Regions from separate parts of the Mus musculus genome. Here all the other regions are linked to region 4. Evidence: chromatin contacts called from public Hi-C and promoter capture Hi-C data. All regions are on one chromosome and are shown on one strand. The core of a region is the stretch at or near the end of the contact, and the rest is flanking DNA. Distances in the headings are between cores, read along the strand shown. Region 1 holds the start of Bend5 (BEN domain containing 5). Region 2 holds the start of Slc2a1 (solute carrier family 2 (facilitated glucose transporter), member 1). Region 3 holds the start of Cdc20 (cell division cycle 20). Region 4 holds the start of Stil (Scl/Tal1 interrupting locus).

Region 1 (6,184 bases), core at 401-2,900, 3.6 Mb after region 4:
TATTCTAGTAAGCCTACTTTCTAGAGGTATTTATTAAAAAGGAATCAGTCACCAGGCTGAGATACACTGACAGCTTGTCCAGGGATCTTGGACAAGTCACTTTGATTCATGCTAGGTTCATTTTTAGGCTAAAGGAGAGGAAACATAGGTCCCTGGAAAAAGTAGGAAAAGTGTCAAAACCATGAAATCTTTGCAATGTCTTCATTCAGCTCCTAATCTCCGGGTTGTCTTCCAGGTGGAAGGTGACAGTCTCTGCCTACTCAATCAAAGGCAGCACTCTTACCAGCAGCAGCTACATCTCTGCTCTCCAGCCTTGAAGTGGTAACTTCCTTTTCCCCACTTGGTGTGCACCCAAGCCTTCTACAAGTGGATCAGAAAGAAGGCCAAATGTTTCTGCTTGAAGAGGAACCTATGTCTCAGCGTGATACAGCATAGTACAGGAGGCCGAAAGGCTTGTCCTGTTAACAAACTGAATCTATCTTTACCCATTAACCAAGAGACCACCTGCCTGCCTGTCAGCCTGTCTCCTTTCCCTCTTCCCCACCCCCAGGTGTGATCAGAGTTAGGAGGTCAGGCCCTCACCTGAACTAGAAACTGTTTGTACCATCTTTCTCTCAAGGAGCCTTCTGGGAGATGCATAAAGTGGGGTGGAGATGAGGCTACCTAAGGCCCTTCACCTCCTCACCTGTGCCCCTTGGGCAGTACACTGAGGTTTGGTCTCCTTGTCCTAATGATGGCCCAGATGGAACAGTGTCAGAGATTCCTTCTGTGAAAAAGGGCCCCCATCAAAAGGACCTAACACTGCTTCTTGCTCCAAGGAGACGCCAAGGGCCTTAAAGGGAGAGAGGGAGGTACAGTTTTCGAAACTTAAGATGGAAAGCAACACAGAGGGAAGTAACTGAGAGAGGTGAAGGTGAGAGATGGGAGAGATGACAGCTAGAGTAGGCAGCTAGAGAAGCAGAAAATGAAGAGCCAAGGGGAATACAAAAGAGTCAGAAAGAAGAGAGCAGAGTAGAGAAAGCTGACTGACAGCAAGGCGCAGGAGTGTCAGAGAAGCAAGGAAGACAAAGGGGACCCTCAGGTCTTTTTAACTGGTTTGGCCTCTTAGAGACACCTGGTACCCAAAAGAAAGCCCAAGGAGTCGGAACGGGAGGCAAGAGCAAGCGGTGGCTCCCTGGCCCCAGCCGCCCGGCCTCTCCCGGAACCAGCCCCAGGTCCGCCCGGTCCCAACGCCCCTCCCGGCCCGCTCGCTCACCTGCCAGCGCCAGGATCTGGGCCTTGTGGAGCAACAGCGCGCCCCAGTCCCGAGGGGCACGCGGGGGACTCTCGGGCTCGGCGCCCAGCTCCTCCGGGCCCCGGTACACCGCGTACACCTTCTGGTTGTCAAAATCCAGTCGCGAGCGGGGACTGAAGTCGCGCACGCACGACACGGGCAGCGCGTAGCAGACGTTGTCCTCCAGGAACCGCACAAAGGCGTACATGGTGGGCGCCGGGGGCGGGCCCGGGCGCCGGTCAGCCCGTGGGGCGGTGCGGAGGTGGGGACCCCTAGAGGGGCGTGAGCCGCAGCCGGGCCGGGGGCGGGGAGGCTCCCCGGGGCCCCGGCTCCCCCCACTGTTATTGTTCCTGAAAGCCCCGCTCTGCCAATCGGCTGCTCTCGCCTGGGCGCGGAAAAGGGAGGGGAGTGGAGAGAGCCGGGCGAGGGGCGGATGAGGGGGTTTTGAAGCACACCGCCACTTGCGAAGTCAGACCCGAGCAATCACAGCCGGAGTGCGATTGCAGTAAGGTGGGGAAAGAGCATATATGATAGTAGCGTTAGAGGATAGGAGGAGCGCTGCTAAAAGTCGCTTTCGGGCGGATTCAATAGTTTAGTGTTTCGAATTTAGCTAAGCGCCTCCGTTCCTTCAGTCCACCCTCCAAACCCATTTCCCCCTTTTCTCTTTCTTTTGCAAAATTGCCAGCACCTGCTGTGAGGGTCAGTGAGCCAGAAACATTCCCCTAGAGCTGCCAAACCAGTTTTTGGCCAGAACTAGAGTAATCTGAGGTTTCCAGTTGAACCAGCTGCTGGGATACCAGAGGGTTAGACCAGGGCTGTTTTTATCCTAAGGGAGCAGCGGCACCCCTCTTCCCTGTGGTCTTTCTCCATTGAGGAATCGCCTCCACTACTTGTTGATTCTGGGCTGGAACAGTTGGAATGAAACAAGGATGGAGGGCTCTAGGGAGCCAGAGCAGAGGCCGGACTTTCTGGAGTCAGTTGAGTTCAGGAGCCAAACTGGGCAGAACAGCAGTCCCTTCTCTGTTTCCAAAATCACAGATGAGAACCTGGAAAGGTTGGTTCCTGCAGACAAACCACACCTTCCAGAGAAAGAAGGCTGAGAGTTGTACTTGTTCTGTATTGTATGCTTACAGGGAAACTGAGCTATTTATATTCCAATTGTCTAGCTCAATACCAGGGTATTTGTCAGAGAGAGATTGGTGAATTTTGGGGGAAGGATAAACAGAATTTCACATACATCCATTCTTCCACTTATTCTTTTATTCAAGTAACTAATATTTTTCTGAGCACACACTCCATGTTATATTGTAGGCTTGGTGGTCTATAGAAAGAATAGATACCTAGGACCTTGTAGTATTTACTAAAGTATTAGAACTTGAATCTCAGTTGGATCCTATGTCAATATTAAATTACTGTCTGAATAACCCATTTTTTCTGCTACTTGTAATCTTTCATTCTAGTCTGAGAGCATTAAGAAAGCTTAATAATGAGGTTATAGTGAGAAAAGTATTCTCATAAAGGCATGCATAAAGGAGGTGGTAGATTTAACGAAATGCTATGTTTTTAAAAACTCATTTAAATAAATTTAACCTGTAACAAAACAAGTGCACTGAAATGTTTATTATGATTCTGAGTTTCTTGCATAGGTGAGAGATTTTGTTTTCTCTTGTACTCTTTATGCTCATATTCCACATACACACATTCTTGTTGCTAGTCCTCACAATAATAATAAAAGGCATTTAACCATTTTAAACTTTAGGCACTGTGCTCACATTCCAAATCAGCTATACTCATGATAGAGATAAAGCCAAACTCCCAAATTCACTTCATTGTGATTTGAGGAGTACTTTATACTGTTGAACTCCACACAGCTCTCAAAGCCTGAGTAGCAGGTCAGATAAAGTTCCCTTAAAGCAATCCATTGGTTATATCCAGTCAACTGAATAGGTCTTCAAGCCATCCTGATGAATAATTTCATCCTCACTTATCCGATGACTCTGAGGTGTTCTGGAAAATATGTTCCCCTGATTATTATTTATTTTTGACTATGGATTATTTTAGAAATACATCACTTTGGTGGTCAAGGGAATTTAATGAGAAGTAAGATTCTGGTAGCTCATAAGATGAGGCATGCAAAGTTGGCCATATTTAATGACAATCCATGAGACTGCAGACCACATTTTCAAAAATAACTTCAGGTAGCACTCTAGCACATCTCTGCATCTAAGTGAGGGTCACCCCAAAATATCAATTTCATTTTTCATCACTTTCCTGGACACAGCCCACTCCAGAGTCTGCATCAATTATTTAGCATTTCCCAACCTAGCATGACCACAGCCTTGTGCTGGCTTCTTACCCTCATCCTAGGAAGTTCTTCTTTACTGAGTGCATGGCCACCTCAGCTATCCCTGAAAACCAAGTCAAATGCCTTCTCTTTCCCCAGTTCCCTACACTGTTCAAGAACCAACCAGGCACCTTCCAATTTTATCCCAGCATGGTTGATTTCCTCACTGTGTCAGAGGTCAGAGAACTGTGACACTGCTCTATACTTTCACCCTCACAAACCGAGGAGTCCCTCAAACACTTTAAGGATCTCAGGTCTGGCCAAACTGGGATTTGTGGCTTCTATGCTGAAATGATTTTAGCACTATGAAGCAGAGTGGTCTGTTTTATTAAAGATGTTTTAATGTAGGCTTAAGTACAAGGGTTAAGAGAGAAAGAGGTGCTCAGGGGAAGGAAGTAAGACTCACCCAAGGGCTTGGGTGTGTGCTCCTCTGCAAGACAATCACAAAAAGTAACAAATACTCAGATGGAGGTAGGGTTTACTCAAGGGAGTTTCAATTGTTTTAGCATCAGCCATGTCTACCAGTTTTTTATTTTTTTAATACGAATTATATCTCAAAAGGTTGCTAAGAAACCGTTTCTTCTTCTTCTTCTTTTTTTTTCTTGTCTCTATCATGATAATGAAATTATAGAAATGCTCTGGAGATGCCCTGGATGGAATTATAATCTGATAAAGTAACACCAGAAGCCACTGGGGTTGCACAAGGAGTTTAGTTAGTACATATCCTTTCCCTGTGCATAGGTTTTCTGGTCCTAGAAAATTATGTATATAGCTGGGAAGGGAGAAAGGCCTTAAACAATTGTTAATTGTGCTGAAATTTTTATTTTTCTGCTGGTAAAGAATTCCAGCCAGATTCTGGGGTCACAGGCTGTCTTTCTATCCCTCCTCAGCTAGAATCAGAGTTGAGTGCAAATCAAAGCTAGTAATTTCAGCAGCCCAGATACATGGTGCAGGGCTGTGAATTAGACTCTTGGGTAAAAACATATTAAAGACAACAAGAGACCAGAGCAAGCCTCTTACAAGGTTTTCTTGAAAGCCCATTTGTTCTTTTCAGAGTTGGAACTGAATCCAGTTCTGTCTTTCCCATGAATCCAATAGGAATACCCTGATCCCACACTGAAGACAGACAGACACATTAAATACCAACACCCTCACCTTAGCTACCAATGTTGTCTATGTGAACTGCTACACAGTAGCAGTTCTATTTCCCAAGAACCTCAAGAGAAGAAAAAAGTCAGATGATGAAAATGGACACCAACAGTTAAATACTTTCTGTGTTGCCTTGTAGGTCTGCAGAATGGGTTCTGGAGAAGGATTGGCAAACAGTGGGCTGAGTAGCCTCCTTAGGCACTGCTTATGTATGGTTTACAGCCATACACGTAGGCAAAATACACAAAATACACCACACACACACACAAAACTCAAAGGAACAATTTAAAACATCAAGCCCACACAAATTATAGTTGAATTGCCTCCTCGACAGCCCTACCAAAAGGTCACTTCGATCCAGTGATAGGAAGTTTGCTACCACACCTTAACTTTAGGGTACTCTTAAATGTTAAAGGCTTCCTGTGCTGAGCCAGATTCTTTTATATTGTAGTTGCCATGCTATGATCACCCCAGCTTTTCAGATGTGGAAAACTTAGGATTTTGTCTTTCCTCTCTCCAGACATCATCACTTCCTTCACCTGTCCTTCCTCACACAATCGGTTTCTGAGATGCCGGCTGGGTGCTCCCTGTGTCCTCTGATGCTTCCTAGAAGCCATGCACACCAAGCACTGTGCATACTCGGCCAATCGCACACTGAATTGCTAAAGACTTGCCATACACTCCCAGACAGAGTTCAGAAATCGAACTTACTGGCAAAGCAGTTTGGCTCTGGGGAGCCTGGAAGGCTGGTGGTCATATTTTCATGGTAGAGAGTTGGCTCCAGAAACTGTATGGAGGGAAACTGGAGGGGAGGTAAGTACGAGGAGGAGGGAGGCCTTGATGGAGCTAAGTGTCCAGTCTCATCCCTCCCCTGACTTCCTCTTTCTGTGTGCCAAATGTACTTTGCCTCTCATCCAAGTCCTTTTAATGGAGCAGAACATGTACACATCTGGGCCAGCTTAGCATGCCCGTCTCCATCTCTTCTGTGCTCTCCTGTTGAGTTTTGCAGAGCCTTGGGTTCATGTCAAGCTCCTTCGGTTTCGCCAGCTGAAGCATGTTCAGTGGCATCAGTGGGACTTATGTTTCATATTACTGCCTGGAATTCTCCATGTACTTTGCAAAGCTATTTTAAGGAGACCTGGGTTCTGTGAATTTTTAAAGCAATTGGAGCGTGTCTTTCCAACCTCTCTGCTAATGATTGATCACATTTTTTTCGTGATTTTGCCTTTTTTTTCCCCTGTGATGTTTGACTTTTCAAGATTCTCCTTATACATTTTTAAAGACTTAAAAAAATAGTGTTCTAGATTCACCACAAAATTACAAAGGTCTTCCCTGTACCCTTTATCCATACTCCCACATGCACAGCCATCGTCAAAATCCTCCACCACAGTAGTACAACTGATGCCACTCTGTGGGCA
Region 2 (6,853 bases), core at 1,996-4,495, 4.1 Mb before region 4:
TGGCTCTGACTGGCCTCAGTCTCCTCCTCTGTAAAAGGGAGTGTGACTAACCCATGGCCAGGTCTCTTCTTCAGTTGCCTGTATCTTCAGGCTACCTGCAAAGGTTGGCCGCGTGTTTGGGGGGAGACACAGCACATAAACTTCGTAAAGTTACTTTCCTCTGAACTTTAAGGTCATCATGGCAGGAACTCCCATTTCTCCTACAGTGCAGTTGTTAAGGCCTCACATATTAGACAAAGGCTGAGCTGCACAAGCCCTCAGCACCATGTGGTGCTTTCCTAACTACCTGAGTGGCCATCAGAGAGCTGAAACAGAAGCCCAAGGTAGGACAGGCAGCCACACTGGCTGGCTTAGCTCTGGCACCCTGCCCATCCCTCAATGTTCTTTCTCCACACCAGATTCCTGACCAGTGAGAGCTTTAATGACTTCCCTAAGTAACACTTACAGTTCAGCATCCTGACCCTCCAAAAGCACATGCCGCTACGCTCAGAGGTAGCTTTCAGCGGAGGTTGAAGGTTGCTGACGTTTATTCAGGGCCCAGCGTGGCATGGGAAGTCAAGGGACATCTAATAGGGACTGGCAGACACACTTTGGGTCTATTCTCTCCAAATTAATTCTATCTATCTATCTATCTATCTATCTATCTATCTATCTATCTACTTACTATAGTAAGACAGGATCTTACTATGGCATAGCTACTAGCCTGAAACTCACTATAGAAACAAGGCCAGCCTCAAACTCAAGAGATCTATCTGCTAGCATGCCCGCCTTCACTTACTTACTTGTGTAGAATGGGGAGAGACACACGCTAGTGTGCACATGGTGGTCAGAGGACAACTTGCAGGAATCAGTTCTCACCTTCTACCTAGTGAGTCCCAGGAATGAACAAAGATCTTCATGCATGGCTGTCAAGTGCCTTTACCATTCAGCCATCTCTCTAGGCTTTTCCAGACTAAATTCCTACCGTCTAATGATTAGGACTGCTGCCATTCTGCAGATGAAGCAACCCAGCTAAGTGAAAATTCAAAACCTCACTATGAATCTCAGATACTTATGATCTTCTACTACCGTATCCTGAAGAACCCTGTGATTTTTAAGTAGTTTTATGTTGCCTGCAGAGGTTGAGCCTAGACAGGACGGCCAGGAGGAGGTGAGCCCCGGCTAGCCAGGAGCTTCCACCTGCCCCTCCCTATTTTCATTACTAAGCTCATTACTACAGAGTACACCAGAGGCTCGCCAGACCTCTAAACAACTCTCCAGAACTCCGTTTTAATATACAACACAAAAGGCTGTGGCCTTGATTGGGAAATCAGCCACCTCCAAAGAAAGGGAAGGGCTTTTCCCAAGAATGTACACAAGATAACTAAAATGTGCCTAAACTAGGTATAGTGGCACCATGCCTTCAATCCCAGCATTCAGGAGGCAGAGGCAGGCGGGTCTGAGTTTGAGGCCAGTCTGGTCTACAGAGCCAGTCCCAGGACAGCCAGGGCTACAAAGAGAAACCCTGTCTGGGGGGGAGGGGGGGGGCGGGGATTCTATTGTTGTAAATAACAGTGCAAGTGCATGAATTCATCGCTATAGATATAAACCATGGGGAAGGAGGGACTGATCTATAGATGGAGCCAGTAGGGAAAGTCTGGGAAGCTCAGCAGAGTAAGCGCGCCCATCCACCTGCCTGCGGTGGCATTTACTCTTCCTGCTGCTCACAATTTAGAAAACACTAGTGAAACCAGCCCAGACCTTAGGAACTGTGTGACTTTAGGAAACTTACTTCCCTTTAGTGTTCCTGGTAAGGAAGCACAGGACGACATGTAAAAAGCAGTTTAGCCATGAGCCAGGTGATCAACGAGCATTGATTTTTTTTTACCCTCTTCTCTACTCAGAATATTCATCTTATCAGCTCAAAAAATAAATATCAAGCGGAGTGTGGTGGTACCCGGGCTTACAGCCTTCGCGAAGCAGAGACAGGCGGATCTCTGTGAGTCTGAGGCCAGCCTGGTCTACATATGAACTCTAGGGCAGACAGGGCTAGGGGATGATGTCTCCGAAACAAAAGCAAAATCCAAGGAATTTGAAAGACGGAGATTAACCTAGGTCTGAGAGAAAAGTTTTACGCGGAAAAACCAAAGTTCGGAGTTTAAGTGGCATCTGAGAGACTCCCGGGCCTCAGTTGGTTTTTGTTTTGTTTTGTTTTTTTGTCTTTATACTTAGTTACATTCTATCTCTATCACTGTGGCCCTGCAGAGACTGTCAGTACGACCATCCGGAGTCAACTGGAGCTTCCTTTCCTGAGTTCCACCAAAACACCCCCACTGCCCAGTAAAGGCAGCCAGGGATTTAACACATGCTCGCACTGTTCTTAACTTTAAACAGGTAAAGGGGGGGGGGCGTGAAAGTGCGCATCCTTGAGCCTTCCTACATACTAAGACGGGAAAATCCAATTTTATTTTAATTTAAAAGGGACTAGAACTAACTCTACACAAAGCAAAGGCGGGACAAGAAAGAAACAATGTCGCACATCCAGGAGGGGTTCCGTAAATCCGGCCCATACAGGGCAAGCCTGATCACAGGTGAAGAGAGATCTTATCCAGTCAGTAGCTTGCCCCGGGGAAAGGCCCCACATCCCTGGAGGACTGCGCATCGTGAGGTCCTCAGAGCTCGTCAGCCCCCGACCCTGGCCTGGAGGAAGTGCCTTCTCCTCCTGGCCACCCCCATGGCCCGGGTTCCGGGCGCGGCGCGGGCTCCGGGCGGGTCCCGCCTCCTCCGCTCCTAGCCGGGGCCCGGCCGGGGGCTCGGCTCTTTTAGCCAATGGGCGCCGCGCTCCGGCCCCCTCCCCCGCGCGGGAGGAGCCGCCGAGGTCGTGCGCGACGTGCGGCGCCTGGGCCCCTGATCCGCGGCCCCCGCCCCGACCGCGTGAAGCGCGCGGCGGCTGCGTGAGGAAGCGGGGACTCGGACAGGCGCCCCGGCCCGCGCTCGGCAGCACATCCCTACCCGGGACTCCCAGCCCCGTTACTCACCTTGCTGCTGGGATCCATGGCCGCGCTGCGCTCGAAGCTCTAGCTGTGCCGGCTGCGAGACGGAGAACGGACGCGCTGTAACTATGCGTCTCCCGCCAGACCTCCACGCCCTGACGCACTTAAGACCCCGTAGCTCAGATCGTCACTCTACAAGCAAGCCTCTGCTCTTGGGGGAGAGCGCGCGGAGCTGCCTTTTTATAGGACCGCCGCCATTGGTTCTGGGGTGTAGGTGGGCCCGAAGGGGGCGGGGCCTGGGGAGCACGTCCGGGGCGGGACTCTGAGAGGCGTGGTTCTGTGGGGAGGTGGGGAGGGACGGAGGGCTACTGACCACAGTCTGGCTCTGGATGCTAGAACCTGCAGTCCCAGGGTGTGCGGGGCACCCGTTGGGGGCGCTCGCTGTGTGGCTCTGAGCTGGTTTGCACACCTCTCTGAGTCTCAATGGCCACTAGCAAAATGGTAGCGCTTGGTGCGGGGCTGTAAGCCAGCGCTAGGACTCTGGCTTCCTCACTAGGCTGCCGGATAACTTTGGTAGACTAGTCATAATAATAGTACAACCTCCTGGGTTATTAGGAAGATTAAACGAGTTAGTATTTGGATGGTGTTTACAACCGCGTGTGTTATGTGTAAAGTGGCATTAAGTTCATTAGAGAGACCACGGGAGGTCTGGCTCCGAAGCTGAATTCTCTCTCCTTGCTCCGTGTTCCTGTGCCCAAGGCCAAGCTCCTCTTTTGCTCCTAGACACCATGCCCACCACTTCTCTAAGCTGTAAAACCACCACCTCCCTCCATTTCTGACTTTATGGTGACACCTAAGTGTGAAGACCAGAGAGGCTGGGTGTCTAAATGGTTAAGGACATAGAACACCTTGGCATTGAACCAGCTCACCTATAAACCGCCTCTAGCTGGTCCTGGGCAAGCTCCCAGCCAATGAGCAGCGGGTTTCTCCTGGATAAAATGAGATTTGTTATCAAACCCTGGGCTATGAGAATTACAGGTGAGCTCCTGGAGTGGTGAGTAGGACAGTCAATAGCCTCTGTGGTCCCTCCAGTCCATGTCCCATCTAGGTTCACCTGAAGGGGGGATCTGGGAGAAATGACTTTCTGTTAGAGACAGGAAGCTGAGCTGTGTGCCAGGTGCTGGCCTAGGAGGGCACCCTAATTGAGCATGGACCCCTGAAAAGTAAAGCATGTGGAACTGGTGAGTCTGGGGTTCCCCTTCTCCTCTCTCCTGATCACCACTTTGCCCCCCCCCCCCCGAGTTTCTTCTGCTGACTGCAAGACCTGCCTCCTCTGCTCTTGCTTTCTCCAACCCTGGACCTGTTTCTTTCCTTCAATACATATGATGCAGGGCTGGAACAAGGCCCAAGCCTGGTCTCCCAGGCCCTTTCTTAGGGTACCAGTTCACAAATTCAGTCGCCCCCATTATAGAACTGCATGCCTATATCTCAGCCAACAAGTCACCAATCAGCCATCTTTTTTCTCCTCTATGACGGACGGTCCCGTGCTAGTCAGTGTCCCTAGGACAGAAGCATGAGAGTCTGTTGCTAGCTTCAGGGAGTCCCCAAGCTGGAGGGACAGGGAGAGGGGCAGTGTAAACCATATCAAGGATGAATACAGGGTAAGTCTCCAGAGAGAAGTGTGTGTGTGTGTGTGTGTGTGTGTGTATGTGTGGCTCTTTGGGAAGAGGGAGGTGATGCAGAGCAGGGTTTGGAAGGTAGTTCAATAGGTGGCTAGATTATGAAGGCCATTCTTGACAGAAGATTAGATACAAAGGTGGCAGACAGAATGATTCAAAAAGATGGAGAATCTTTAGATAGCCTCTGAACCACAAGCTTCAGATGCTGGAGTCCCAGCTCTGCCGTTTACTTGCCAAACATCTGCACGCATCTCTTCTCAGCTTCAAAACCCACATCCATCTCTAAAATGGGTCTAATAGTCTCCTCCTGATTTGAATAAGGGTTTCTCAAAGTAATTACACTAATACTTCTGGTTGTGCTTTGTTTTGTTGAGACAGGGTTTCACTATAGAGCCCTGGCTGCCCTGGAACTCATTATGTAGACCAGGATGGCTTCAGATTCACAGAGATCCACTCTCCTACCAAATGCTGGGATTAAAGGCTTGTGCTACCAGATTCTGCACTAATTGTTGGTGTCAGCATTTCAGCCCAGTCCCATGGTACCATGGCACCATGGCACCATGGAAAAAGCAGAGTAGCCAGGGAAATAGTGTTACTTTCCCCCAGTTTCCCTATACCTGCCCAGACACAGATCCCATTGTCTGCTTGGAATTCCACTTCTCTGTCCTCTCTCTGTAAATGTTTTATAGCCCCTGGAGGCAACTGTTTAGAGGCAAATTTACCAGGAGCTATGGACACTAGATCAGAGGTTAGATTCTTAGGTGGACTGTTATCTTGGAGACTGAGTCCTTGGAAACAGAATTTAACCCTGTAGAGAACACCAAAGAAAGCCCACGAGATACAAAGCCTTAGGATAGTGTGCCGCTGAGAGAGGGATGTGGACAGAAGCCCGAAGAATTGGCTTCTTGTAGTTATTGGCTCCTAGAAACTGGGGAGCAGGGAGGGGGGACGCCGGATGGGGGGGGGCAGGGGGAGAGGTTGAAGAGGTAGTTATAAAGACCCTGGATGCCATCCATCTAAGTAGAGGCCAGAGCTTTCATTACTGGATGAGCAATGGGGCGCCATAGAAGGTTTCAGAGAAAAAGAACCTGGTGACAACTCAGCATACCCAAACCCGCCCCTACCTAAGGCTTCTAAAGGGGAAGGGGTAGGGGTTTCACAGCGACCACCCAGACCTGGTGAGACTTGCTAGTCTGTTCCTACACTGGCAGCTTTGTTCCCTGGAGGTGACTTCAGCCCTTAAAGGAACCAGCTCTTCCTGGGTTGTGTTCAAGCTGCGCCAGCCCCTACCAGTCTGGAAGAAAAAGTGCTCGCAGGACTTAACGGGGAGGGGCCAGGTGCACAGGATGACTCCGGCGAGTGCCTGCCTGATGCGTGTCAGACGGCACGCCTGTGGACCCAGGGCCTTAGAAATGGGCGGTGCTTTGCGGGCGGGTCCTAGCCGCTACGCGGAGTAAGAGTGAGTAAGACAGCCCGGAAAAGGCTCTGTTGCCTTTAAAGGCAAGTGTTCCTGGTAGGGCTTGAAAAGGCTTTGCTGAATCAGTGGCAGCTGATGTAAGGGGCGCAGGCAGGGGCTGAGAGGGGGAGCCCTTAATCCGAAGGCTGTTTTGCAACTCAAATCCTCCCGAGGAAAGAAAATACGTTATCTGGACTCAAGGAGGGCATGCTGAGCCAGGCAGGACAGTTCTCTGTGTTTTTGTATTTCATTCTGATTTGCACACCTGCTCCAACCACCTGCTCCCAGCTCATCCGTGTCCCTTTCTGATCATTTTGGGTACCTCTGCAAGCGCCACCACCACCAATGATCTGGGGGGATGCTGAAAGAAGTATCCCTCTTCCACTGTGTCCTGAGCGCCACGATTGGCTAACTGCCCCCAAGGACAATGTTCTGGGTGTCCCACAGGTGCTCACAATCACCGTGCTTAAATCTATACTCGTCATTGCATCCCTAGTCTCCCAAGTGTCCCAAAGGTGGTACTTCCAAACTGTTGGACTCCTCGCCCTCATTATCCAATGTCCAGCCAACCCGTGGCTTCTGCCCTTCCAAAGGACTATGGGCCTCCCTCACCTGCTCTTCACTCCCATTTCTTAGGTACCTTCCCACCTGACATGACCTTTTGTCTCTCAGTACCACCCCCTGCTTTGAGCATTTTTCCATGGCATATGACAGCATGGCTAAACCTCTCAGGCATCACACGAAGG
Region 3 (6,474 bases), core at 2,544-5,043, 3.4 Mb before region 4:
AGTATTGATAGTACCAGCAACAGACATTGCTGAAGAAACTGTCATCAGTGAAGAGCCACTAGCTAAGAGACAGTGTATGGAAATAATTGAGAGCCGGGTGGAATGTGCAAAAATTGAAGTAAGGAGCCTTATACCCGGTGTGTTTTGCTGCAGCCATCCAAAATAAATTTTCTTTATTATTATTATTATCACTATTATTATATTGTCATTTATATTTATTACTGGCCATGTTTTGATAAAGAATGAAAGTGAATAGTGTCATCATTTTGTTTTGGCTCAGAGGCCGGGCTCACAGGTGAGCTCGCAGACTCCACATCTGGCTTGCTTTCTGCACGCCCTTTGAAACAAACCCCATGGGCTCATTGTCCTTATCCTCTCCCCAAAGTCTCCAGTGACTCGATGTTCAAGTGGCCAGATCCCTTGTCTCTGTTATATCTTAATTGTCAGGTTCACTTTTTTCTTTTAGTGGCAAGGTCTCGACTCTACATCCACCTCTGGCTGACTGCTGGGCTTCAGGCATGCACACTTTCCAATGCACATGTCTCCTGTAGCTGCACTGTCTTAAAAGTTCTTTCAGTCCAGAAGTTGAAAACCACTTGACAGGAACCTCCACTGTTCCCACAGTTCCTGGCAGATAAAAGCCAAACTCCATAACATTAACATTAGGCTCCCCTTTTCTGTTTTCTGAGGTTCAGGAACTCACTGAGGAATTGGAGAACATTAAATCTCTAGTTTTCCAAGGCAATTGGAAATGGAAGAAAGAACGCCGGGTGTGGTGGCGCCCACCTTTAATCCCAGCACTCAGGAGGCTGAGGCAGGCGAATTTCTGAGTTCGAGGCCAGCCTGGTCTACAGAGTGAATTCTAGGATATACAGAGAAATATAGCCAGGGCTATACAGAGAAACCCTGTCTCAAAAAACCAAAAAAAAAAAAAAAAAAAAAAAAGAAAAGGAAAAAAAAAAAGAAAGAAAGGGAAGAAAGACAAGTGTAGTTTCAGAGAAACTACAGTGAGTGTGGCTAACAGCTGAAGACCCTGCCGTCATCAGAGTTCATCTTAGGCTAAGGACTGAGCGTCTTCCAACTCCTTACTAGGCAGCATATTGCTGTGACTACAATGCTGTGCCTTTGTTAACATCTCTTACCTCATTCGGACCCAATTTCTTTCTGTTTGTTTTTTGAAACGGGGTCCCTCTATTACATAGCCCTACCTGTCCTGGAACTCACAGAGAACCACCTGCCACTGCCTCCCAAGTGTTGGGATTACGTAAAATTAAGGCAGTTTGCTATCTGCCTTGAGATCAGTAAACTTGCCAGATGTGGTGACACACACCTTTAATCCCAGCACTCCGAAGGCAGACACATTTGAGTTCGAGGTCAGCCTGGTTTACACAGTGAGTTATAGGACAACCAGTGCTACACAAAACCTTGTCTCAAAAAAAAAAAAAAAAAAAAAAAAAAAAAAAAAAAAAAAAAGAAGAAGAAGGAAAAAGAAGGGCTGGTGAGATGGCTCAGTGGGTAAGAGCACCTGACTGCTCTTTCGAAGGTCCAGAGTTCAAATCCCAGCAACCACATGGTGGCTCACAACCACCCGTAACAAGATCTGACTCCCTCTTCTGGAGTGTCTGAAGACAACTATAGTGTACTTACATATAATAATAAAATAAATCTTAAAAAGTTCAAGGTCTTCCTAAACTATGTGGAGTTCAAGGCCAGCCTGGCTACATGAGAGTGTGTTTCCAAAATATGTACGTAAACTGTTTTAATGCAGTAGTTAGCAGATGATCAACTAGTAATTATTATTTGTATTAATGTTGTTTTACCTTTGTGCATATTCATGTAAGTCACTAAAGCCCTGCACTAAATGGGAGTCACCTAGATCCTAGATCCTTCCTTTTTTTGTTTTTGGTTTTTCGAGACAGGGTTTCTCTGTATAGCCCTGGCTGTCCTGGAACTCACTTTGTAGACCAGGCTGGCCTCGAACTCAGAGATCAACCTACCTCTGCCTCCCAAGTCCTGGGATTAAAGGTGTGCTCCACCACTGCCTGGCGCTTTTTTTTTTTTTTTTTTTTTTTTTTTTTTTTTGAAAAAAGAATTTAGACTGACCAATTCAGAGTCTGCCATTTATTTATTTATTTATTTATTTATTTATTTTTTTTTTTCGAGACAGGGTTTCTCTGTGTAGCCCTGGCTGTCCTGGAACTCACTTTGTAGACCAGGCTGGCCTCGAACTCAGAAATCCGCCTGCTTCTGCCTCCCAAGTGCTGGGATTAAAGGCGTGCGCCACCACGCCCGGCGCTTTTTTTTTTTTTTTTTAATGTTTTTTATTGTCACCAGAAGGAAGAGGTGCGCTGTGGGTGCAGAGATCAAAGGGCCACTTTTTTTTTTTTAAAGTGTGTATGTGTTTTGCCTACATCTATGTCTGTATACCTCATGCACACCTGATGCTGGCAGAGGCCAGGGAAGGCACTGGATCCCCTGGGACTACAGTAATAGATCTTGAATACCTATATTGGGCGCCGGGAACTGAACCCTAGGTAATCTGGAAGAGCATCTAGCGATAACAGCTAAGCCATCATCTTTCTAACCTCCTTTCCGCTTTAAAATAATTTATTTTTATCGGGGAGGAGGGGTGTGTTTGTGTGCCATCTGTATGCTGGTTCCATAAGAGGGCATCGATGCCCTGGAGCTGGAGTTAGAGGTAGTTGTGCGCTGCCTGACAAAACCAAATTTTCTTCCCGTGGAAGAGCAAGAAGTTCTAACTGAGGCATCTCTCCAGGCCCCAGACCTGGATTCTTACCAACCTCTTTTTATGACCTTGGGCTAATTTCTTGTATTGCACCTTGGTTTTTCTATCAGCATAACCAGGTTCTTGGCCCAGCGTGGTGGCACACGCCTTAAATTCCACCGCATCTCTGAGATCCAGGGCAGTTTTTTCTACAAGGTGAATTCCAGGCCAGCCCGGACTGCATAGTGAGACCCTTGTCTGAAACAAACAAAATGGGTGTCGCTCTGGCAGATTATGTGCAACGGGGGTAAGGAGATCTCTAGGTCTCTGAAGAATCCTAAGTCCCACGGGAGTCCTCCACAGGATGTGATGTCCCCAAGAACAGCCTAACCTAATCTTCACGACGAAAGGCTGGAATTCTGATCATTGTTTTGACACACACACCCCTTCCTCTCACTTTGTGTTTGCAGAACCCCACACTGGTCCGCATACTTCCTTCCTAGCAGGGTTTCAGGCGCCCTCCCCATTCAGACTGCCACCTCCCCACCGTCTCTAACCAACTGGGTCCTCCGGGTTGAGGTTGAGTTTCTCTCTCTCTCTCTCTCTCTCTCTCTCTCTCTCTCTCTCTCTCTCTCTCTCTCTGTGTGTGTGTGTGTGTGTGAGAGAGAGAGAGAGAGAGAGAGAGAGAGAGAGAGAGAGAGAGAGAGAGAGAGAGAGAGAGAGAATGTGTGTATGTGTGAACGTGTGACCTAAGTACCACCCACAGGCTTCGATGTGACCTTTCAAAGATTCCCAGATGCTCTAACTGCCGGGCCCAACCCAGAGAGATGGCCGGCAGAGAGCGGATCCCGAGGACTAACTGTGCGGGACCCGCCCCCGTGTTCCGATTCGGGCTCCGATTCGGGCAGGGACGAAGGCTCCCAGAGATGGGTTCGGGATTTCCTTCCAAATGCTTGGTCGTCGCACTCTCGTGAGATTTGCTCCCGGAAGACCCGGCCCTCTTCAGTGTAGCGACCAATCGGCAAGGGCGACGGTTAAGACAGTTGGGTTTTGAAGGAGCCAATGAACGCTAGCAGCGGAGAGTTTAAGAACAACAGTCCGGCGTGTCCTTAGCTTGTCTGGAAAAGAACGCGTTCGGCAGGCGCACTGACGCGCTGCGAGGAGCTGGGGGTTTGTGTTCGGGAGAGCTGAGTACGGAGAGGGACCGGGCTGCTGCGAGCTGTGGCAGGCGGAGCCCAGGAGCCCGGCGAGGATCGCGCTTGGTCGCCTTTCGCCCCGGTAGCGGTGCCATGGCGCAGTTCGTGTTCGAGAGCGATTTGCACTCACTGCTTCAACTGGACGCACCCATCCCCAATGCCCCGGTTGCGCGCTGGCAGCGCAAAGCAAAGGAAGCCACAGGCCCAGCCCCCTCGCCCATGCGGGCCGCCAACAGATCACACAGCGCCGGGCGGACCCCGGGCCGAACTCCTGGTGAGTGGGTGGAGGGAGCTGGAATCGCTGAGAGTCCGTCTTCATGCTCCCTCCGGGAGCCTCGTCAGGCTGTCTGACTTCTCTCTCCCTGCCCCCAGGCAAATCTAGTTCCAAGGTTCAGACCACCCCTAGCAAACCTGGAGGTGACCGCTTTATCCCCCAACGCAGTGCTTCTCAAATGGAGGTGGCCAGCTTCCTCTTAAGCAAGGAAAACCAGCCGGAAGACAGGGGGACGCCCACCAAAAAGGTATGATTCCACAGGGGTCATGAGACTTGAGGTGTCTGTCCCCTGGCTGATACCGGTCTTCCTCCCCTCACTTGCCGTGTATTTCAGGAGCATCAGAAAGCCTGGTCTCTCAACCTGAACGGTTTTGATGTGGAGGAAGCCAAGATCCTCAGGCTCAGCGGCAAACCTCAGAATGCCCCAGAAGGTAAGGAGTGAGTGACATCATCGAGGCTGGTGTCAGTCCTTCCTAAGGGGAGACATGTGGCTGCTTTTCCACATGTGGATGGGTATCAGTTTCCAAGTCTAGACCCACTCTCTTGCCACAGGCTACCAGAACAGACTGAAAGTACTGTACAGTCAGAAAGCCACGCCTGGCTCCAGCAGGAAGACTTGCAGATACATCCCTTCTCTGCCAGACAGGATCCTTGATGCCCCCGAAATCCGGAATGACTACTGTGAGTGCACTGTTGTCTTTGCGGATGGAGAAAGATGGCCTAGGAATGGACCAGTCCAACAAAGGACCTCATGTTTTCTTCCTTCCCCTGGCAGACCTGAATCTTGTAGATTGGAGCTCTGGAAATGTATTGGCTGTGGCACTGGACAACAGTGTGTACTTATGGAACGCTGGTTCTGGTGACATCCTGCAGTTGTTGCAAATGGAGCAGCCTGGAGACTACATATCCTCGGTGGCCTGGATCAAGGAGGGCAACTACCTAGCTGTAGGCACCAGCAATGCTGAGGTCCAGGTGAGCCTGGTTGCCTGTATTGTGGCTCTGTGGTCACTGGGCTCAGGGGGGAGCTTGCCCACCTTACATCTGTGACCCTGTGGTCATTCCTCTGCAGCTCTGGGATGTGCAGCAGCAGAAACGACTTCGAAACATGACCAGTCACTCCGCTCGAGTAAGCTCCCTCAGTTGGAACAGCTATATCCTATCCAGGTCGGTGTTTTTCCCAGTCTATAGCAGAACCTTTCCGGTTTCTGCCATCCGGAACTAAATCTCTTCTTCTCTCAGTGGTTCACGGTCTGGCCACATCCACCACCATGATGTTCGGGTAGCAGAACACCATGTGGCCACACTGAGTGGCCATAGCCAGGAAGTATGTGGGCTTCGCTGGGCCCCAGATGGACGACATCTGGCAAGTGGTGGCAATGATAACATTGTCAACGTGTGGCCTAGTGGTCCTGGAGAAAGTGGATGGGCTCCCCTGCAAACATTCACTCAACATCAAGGCGCTGTCAAGGTGAGAAAGCATTTGAGCTGAGGTCTTTACAGACACTCAGCTATAAACGAGGGACTACTAAGAGGAGAGGACAAGGCGGGGTTGAGTTTAATTGTGACACTTAGAGTTGAGAGATGGTTTTGTCCACTGAGTATTCATAATAGATGATGACTACTGTGCCCAGAGAGCTGGGTGCCTTCCAGCATCGTCACGATTATTGAAGCAGCTCCTGTCTTGGAGTTGTTTGAAAATTGTTATCACCTCTGATTGGCTAATAAAGAGCTGATCAACCTGTAGCTGGGGAGGAGAGTTTAAGATGGGTGGGAAAAGAGGTGAGGTCACCAGGAGGGAGTCTCCAGGAGATGGTGGAGGAGGAGCAGCCAGGGCGAGACGGAGATGTCAGGTTACAGGGCAGGTGCTGGGTGTTAGGCATCAGAGCTGGGTTAGAATAGATGAGAACCCTGCCCAGCTATAGTGCAAGAAGCTCTTTAATACATATTCCAGGTTTCTGTGCCATTTCAAGGGAAAGGAGGGCATGGAAAAGCTCAGTTCTTTTACACGTAGGGCTGCTTCTGCCTCTCTGTTGACCTGACCCAGCCTTTATCCATTCCACCCAGGCTGTGGCATGGTGTCCCTGGCAGTCCAATATCCTGGCAACAGGAGGAGGAACCAGTGACCGGCACATTCGCATTTGGAACGTCTGCTCAGGGGCCTGTCTGAGTGCTGTGGATGTGCATTCCCAGGTAGTTTTGTTGTGATTGCTACTGGTGGTGATTCATGGTTTAACCTATCCCAGGCAGAGGTGTGTTCCTCTATGTGACATTTCTGAACA
Region 4 (6,504 bases), core at 2,222-4,721:
ACAGCGAGGGGCACAGTGAATGAACTGGACCAGGGGGCCACCATTTTAACTGTGGAGCCAGATATTCCTGGTTCTAAAGACTGTGTTCTTTCTTCTCTTCCAGTATTCCTTCGCAAGCTAATGTGGGTAGCTATAATAAAAGGAAATATTTTGAAGGCAGGCATGGCAGCGTACACCTGCGGCCCCAAAGCTTGAGAGGCTGAGGAAGAAGTATTAAAATGAGTTTGTTGTTTAAGATCAGCCTCAGCAATACGGCAAGACATCCACCAAATAACTAAACACACAGCCCGGCACAGTGGCACGTGCCTATTATCCTAGCTACGGGGAGGGTGAGGCAGAAGAACTGAGTGAGGGAGTGTGGGGCCAGTCACGCTATGTAGCTTTTGGCTCAAAAAACTAAAACGGGTCCTGGAGAGATAAATGGCTCACGATTAAGAGTACTTGCTGCTCTAGCAGAAGACCCAGATTTATTTCCTGGCACTTACAGGTAGCTCACAACCAACTATAGCTCCAATTCCGAGGGATCAGATACTTCTTCTGGCCTTCTTGGGCACCAGAAATGTATATGTTGCCAATACATACATATAGGCAAAACACTCATACACATAGATAACAAAACATCTAAATATATACTCAATAAAATAAAATTTCTGTACCTGGTATTCATCTGGAATTACAGGCTGAAGGAACTACAGGCTCTATATTTGGTGAGTGATTTAGTCAATTTGTAATCCTCAGTACCTTACAGAAATAAAGAAATATTGTTAAGCATAGAAGAACATTGTGTAGCAAATGAGGACCATTCTTAACCATATAGTAACAAAATAATTGGCAAAATTAAGTTGCTTATATGAAAAGTAGCAGATTAGTAAGATTAAATGCATGTAAATCACAGGATGGAGCATTCTTGCCTACTTTATGTAAGGCCCTATATTCAATGTACAATACAGAGAAAAATAAACGAGTCGATGTTAACAGATTTTGATTGCTTTTATACTCCAGAGTCATTCAGCCTATAAAGTAACCTCAATATTTAATTTAGCAACAAATACACCTATTCATTTAGGAAGCACATTTGTTTCCCCAAATCTCTTCCTTCCGTTCATTTTTTTTTAAACACAAGGTTTTGTGGCACAGAACTTTAATCCCAGCACTTGGCAGAGGCAGGTAGAGGCAGGTAGATGGACCTCTAGGTTTGAGGCCAGCCTGGTCTACATAGTGATTTCTGTCAGGGTTATACATTTTGTTCATTAGTACTGAACGAACCTATCCAGTTGGAAATTAGACATATGGACTTGAAACTAAAAAGAGGTGGAAACTACAGGTGTACAAAACACTAGTGAGAATATCCAGTTAAGTGTGACTATATCCAAACCCAAAACAAGTCGGTTTGTGGGGACAGAGATCTTCCTGTTCATTGTCACAAGAGCCAGTCTGTTGATGCATATGTTCATTTTAGTTGTTTATAAAAATGTATCATGAAGTTTCCTGTTTGGGCTTTCTGGGGATCATGTGTTCCTCACCCCCCTTCAAGTGCTGGGATACAGGTGCACACTACCAAGCCCAGCCAGCACATATGTACTTTTTAAGTCTTAATTTTTTTTAATCTTCTACGCATTGTTTCGGTTTCAGAAAAAAAAATCTTGTCTGAGGTAGACAAAGAGGCTTAGTAGTTGCTGTCGCAAGGCTAATGATTCAGTTCTCAGAATTCGAGGTGGAAACAAAGAACAGACTCTGGAACGTTGTCCTTTGATCTCCACATGCACACAGTGGGACAGACTTCTGCTCTCACATGCACATATCACATACATAGCACAACAGCAATGCTAACAATAGATAACAATCTTAGGGCCTTACGTAAGATGGCTCAGAGGCTAAAAGTGCTTGCTGTCAAAACTAACAGCCTGAGTTTGATCGATTCCGAGGACCTACTGGCAGAAGGAGCCGACTCCTGAAAGTCATCCTCAGACCTCCACATGCACACTGCAGCATACATGTGCACATGCACACACATGAACACACAATAAATACATTTTAAACACTAATGAAAAATTTAAAAAATGAATCATCTGACTCAAGATAGAGGATTACTAACAAAGGTGTAAGTCATTTAGAAGAGACCTTTTCTATATAGTCTAAGGCTAAAAATATTGGGAGAGCAAAGTTCTACTGGATATAACCTTTAAGGATCAATTAAAACTTATCCCAGAGATATGAAACTTCTTGAAATACAGGCTTGTTTTTCTTGTTTGTTTGTTTGCTTGTTTTAAAAGAAGCCTTTCTTTAGCAGTTGACTGCCATGGTATCAGTAATCACACTGATAACTCTACCCCCACAAAGTATAAGTTTTCCTCACCAACAGGAATGACTTAAGTGCCTGTCTCTCCTTTCATGCATTAGGTCTTTCTCATCTGAAAGCCACCAAATGAGATTTGATAACTAGCTCATCTTGATAGTATTACTTATAAAGCTAATGGAGCCAAAGCTGTACAAACCTGTACCTAACAAAAATAGTCTGCTCAGGGAATGTCTTCATTGTGCAGCAAATGAGGACCATCAAGTCACCCTCACCTCTTCTCCCTCTTACCCATAGAAAGTTCTTTCTGGCCTCCCACCTTAGCTGTCCTCCTCAGCCCAGCCAGATTTACTGACAAGTCCCTCCAGTGCAGACACAAATGGGTTTATGTACAAGTTTTTCCCCTGACTAGAAAGTCAATAGCTTTTCTTCATATATAAAATAAAAACCCTTCATATTAAGGTCCTACCCAATTACTGCAACCATAACCCCGGTCACTCATCCTCCAGTCCTAACTCGACTATCAGCAGTCGATAGGACTACACAGGCTGTCCTCCCCTTCCTTTGGAATTTCCTACTAAATCCTATCATCCAACCCCCAACACGAATGTGCAATCTCTCAGGGTGACATCACTGTCTTTGTGTTCAGACACTGTACGTCCACGCCTCACTTTTGACATAGGTCTACTTCCTGTAGACCACGGACTATAAACACGTAATAGATTCCTTACACAGTCTGGGTCAGATAGAAAGAATGCAAAAAAGCAAGGATCAGGGTTTCAGTCTCCAAGAAATTTCTACAGTGAAGTCAATCTGAGGCACGTCACAATGTAAACTTCTTTCCCATTTTTTAGCAGTGAGGTCCGCCTTCTTTCTCCCCTGGCGGCCCTGTGGTCATCGGTTCCACCGCGCTAACTCCGACCTTACAGGCCGCTTGTTACTCACCGTGCTTCCCGGGCCCGTAGGGCGCCTCGGGGAATCAGGAGCTCAAAGATCCACCGTCGCTGTTGTCACGGCCGCCGCCAAGCTAGGGTTTGGTTGTTGGGCCCGTTTGTTGGGCACGCAGAGTCAGGATCCAGGTAGCGTCTCAGATGACTGCGGCCCCGCCTCTGGGACGTTGGGGTCGCGGGAACCGAGGCGGCAAGCGCTCGCTGGAGGGAACCAAAGGGCGCGCCGCGCCTGCTGATTGGCCAGAAGCCCGGCCAGTCCCGCTGCAGGGGCGGTACCACGGTCGTCACGCAACGTCTCAACTGCAGACTGCTGTGACGACCAATCGGAGCCCAGCCTGGGATTAGCGCTCGCCCTATCCCAAGGTTCTTTAAAGAACCGAGGGCGCCATCGCAGCTCTGTGTCACTACTCAGAGGATTTAAACCTTCATTTGGTCAACGGTTAAGTTCCGGTTTGGCTGGCATTGGCCAAACGCATGCGCAGTTAAAAAAAGAAATCCCGGCTGGTTTGCTGGAAGTGCTTCCTGCACAGATTGTGGTCTGACTGCTGGGATCCACTTAGCCAAGCTTGGTTCTCCCCTGTAATTCCTGCGCTCTTCCGAGGCAGGTGCTGAGACAGGAGGCTCGCCACGAGTTAGAGACAAGCTGGAATTATTTAGAGACCCTGTCTCAAAAGACTAGAGTCGAGTGTGGTGGTGCGCCGCCTTAGTCCCAGCTTTGAAGAGGTGGGTGGAGGCAGAGAGGTCTTCTAAGCTACGAAGCAAATCAAAGACCAACTTGGTCTGCATGAGACCCTGTCTCAGGAGAAAAAAAGTTTTCAAGCCCTTAGATGATCAGAGATAGAGGAGGTTAAATTTGCTTTAAGTTGTTTCTAAAATATGATCGATCTTACCAATTTTGGGAAATTCCTTCTCGTTGAACAGAAAATACTGGTGGCTATTTATACTTATTTCCAGTGCTGATATTGGGGACAGTTGTGGTGTGTGATTTATGTGTGCGTGCTGCCAGAGGTCCATGTTGGAGATCTTTGAGATGATCAGGCATTCGTTGTAATTAAAACAAAACAAGAAAAGACTTAAATTAAAAAGGAAGCACGTCTATAGTGTTAGGGGAAGGTAGCAAACGTGTTCTTAGGATTAGTTCATGTTACATTAAACTTTGTGTATTTTTTAAAAGGCAGGTAAAAATCTAAATACATAAAAGACTTTAAATTAATAATGTATCAATGTTGGGTTAATAGAAACAAATGTACATACTTATATAAGATGTTAAAAAAAAAAAGAGGAAAGTGCGTGGGAGGTGTGCTTCATTTATTTTCTGTATATCTGAGACTGTTCTGGGAGGCTAGTATGCAGCTAAGTAGTAGTGTAGGACCCCAGCATGTGCAGGGTCCTGGGTTGAGTGACTAGCACCACACACTAAGTAAATACTTTTAACAGGTAAAATCTGGGGCTGTAGAGATAGCTCAGTGGTTAAGAGCACTTGCTGATCTTGCAGATCATCTTGGTTGCCGGCATCCTGGTTAGATAGATCACAGTTGTCTTCTGGCCTCCTTGGGCACACCCATCCCTGGCTGCCACACATGCATAGCCCATAAATAAATCTTAAAAGGTTATGAAACCCAGTGCTTGTGGTAGTGCACACCGTTAATCCCACCACTGTGAGTTCAAGGCCACCGTGGTCTACAGAGCTAGTTCCAGGACAGCCAAGGCTGTCTTGGAGATCCCTGTCTTAGAAAAAAAAAAAAAAATCAGGAAAAACAAGAGGAAACATCGGAGAAGCTGAAGCATCATGAGAACTCAAGTGTCAGCAAATGGTGAATTAAACATTTTATTGGCACTGGACTTCTAAGCAGGATGTATATGTAATGTTATGCATAAATACTTGTGTGTTTTGAGACAGGGTCTCATACAGTCCATGTTGATCTTGAACTATGGAAGTAAGGATGACCCAGATCTTTCTACCTATGCCCTTCAAGTGTTGGGATTATAGGGGTGGGCCCCACACCTGGTTTATGCCATTCTGAGGCTTGAACCCATAACTATTGTGCATGTTGTATAAGAATCCTGCTAGCCAAAAAACAAAACAAAAAAAAACTACTAAAAAAAAAAAAAAACTGGGTGTGGTGGCGCACACCTTTAATCCCAGCACTCGGGAGGCAGATTTCTGAGTTCGAGGCCAGGCTGGTCTATAGAGTGACTTCCAGGACATCCAGGGCTATACAGAGAAACTCTGTCTTGAAAAAAACCAAAAAAAAAAAAAAAAAAAAAAAAAATCTTGCTAGCTAAGCTACATCCCCTGCTCTGGTGCATAATTACTTTATATCAAAATGGAAAATGGTTGCCCTTGGCAAACAAGATGACTGCCCTGAAGACAACCCGGGTGTTCTTTTTAGTTAGTTTTCTTTGCAGTATTGTGATTGGCATGTTAAGGAAGTAAGTGCTCTGAGCTACATCCTCTGCCCCCAAACTCCTCCTTTTTTTTTTTTTAAAGAAGTATTTATTTTATGTATACATGTACACTGTAGCTGTCTTCGGACACACCAGAAGAGGGCATAGGGTTCCATTTCAGATGGTTGTGAGCCATCATGTGGTTGCTGGTAATTGAATTCAGGACCTCTCCAAGAGCATTCTTAACTGCTGAGCCATCTCTCCAGCCCATTTTTTCTTCAGAGTCAAGGTCTTAGTAAAGTCCTTAGGTTGGCCAGGAACTTGCAGTCTCCTGAGTACAGAGGCTCCTTAGTAGAGAGGCTCCCAGGCTCCTGAGTAGAGTGGGTTACAGGATATTCCATCATGCCCAAATGGCCCACCTGTAGATTCTTTACTGCCACTGCACAACACTTCACAGTTTTTCTCCAGCACGACTGCACCCGAGAACCTTCACTATTTCTGGGGGATACCATTTAAGATGAGCCTCAGAGAACACCAGAGGACCTGGCTCACCTAGGTCATATGGATAGGCATTTCTCCTATGGCTCAGCAGAAAGCTTATTTTGGTGCAAAACGAGGCCTGTGACTGATGGGACTAGAAATACTGCTGTGACTGGTGCAAATACAATTCTTCATTTGCATGCCACATCTACATAGTCCTCCTTGCTATAAAACCAGGCTATTACCTCACTTTTTTAAGCTGGCAGGAAGTACTCTTCTGTGCTGCCCCCTAGTGTTGCAACATGAGACCCAATAAAAGGCTTCTGAAAAATGAAAATTTTAATGGCTTTATTTTAAAATTGGAAAGACGATTTATTTTTAAGAAAGCTT

The links. Promoter capture Hi-C pulls out the DNA fragments that hold promoters and counts their contacts. Hi-C and Micro-C count contacts between places; a contact is called where the count stands out from the background.
Region 1: a promoter capture Hi-C map of cranial neural crest shows a contact between it and region 4. The contact joins the promoter of Bend5 here to the promoter of Stil in region 4. A contact is called at or near these places in 2 of 39 promoter capture datasets (cranial neural crest and pre-B cells).
Region 2: a contact with region 4 is called in a promoter capture Hi-C map of pre-B cells. The contact joins the promoter of Slc2a1 here to the promoter of Stil in region 4. A contact is called at or near these places in 1 of 39 promoter capture datasets (pre-B cells) and 1 of 484 Hi-C or Micro-C datasets (CD4 T cells).
Region 3: a contact with region 4 is called in a Hi-C map of muscle stem cells, with 3 times the contacts expected there. The contact joins the promoter of Cdc20 here to the promoter of Stil in region 4. A contact is called at or near these places in 1 of 39 promoter capture datasets (pre-B cells) and 3 of 484 Hi-C or Micro-C datasets (B cells, CD4 T cells and muscle stem cells).

The regions. Positions count from the first base shown.
Region 1 is chr4:111,410,472-111,416,655 of GRCm38.p6, reverse strand. Bend5 (BEN domain containing 5) reads right to left here and starts at 1,650. Exons shown (of 6, transcript NM_026279.3): 1 at 1,256-1,650. The coding sequence starts at 1,481. The region is part of intron 6 of Agbl4 (ATP/GTP binding protein-like 4); the gene reads right to left.
Region 2 is chr4:119,105,137-119,111,989 of GRCm38.p6, reverse strand. Slc2a1 (solute carrier family 2 (facilitated glucose transporter), member 1) reads right to left here and starts at 3,245. Exons shown (of 10, transcript NM_011400.3): 1 at 3,018-3,245. The coding sequence starts at 3,035. Gm52706 (a long non-coding RNA gene) reads left to right here and starts at 3,241. Exons shown (of 2, transcript XR_003955269.1): 1 at 3,241-4,213.
Region 3 is chr4:118,434,662-118,441,135 of GRCm38.p6, reverse strand. Cdc20 (cell division cycle 20) reads left to right here and starts at 3,793. Exons shown (of 10, transcript NM_023223.2): 1 at 3,793-4,195; 2 at 4,294-4,442; 3 at 4,530-4,626; 4 at 4,748-4,876; 5 at 4,971-5,167; 6 at 5,265-5,359; 7 at 5,435-5,663; 8 at 6,260-6,385. The coding sequence starts at 4,015.
Region 4 is chr4:114,997,085-115,003,588 of GRCm38.p6, reverse strand. Stil (Scl/Tal1 interrupting locus) reads right to left here and starts at 3,471. Exons shown (of 17, transcript NM_009185.3): 1 at 3,242-3,471; 2 at 657-741. The coding sequence starts at 667.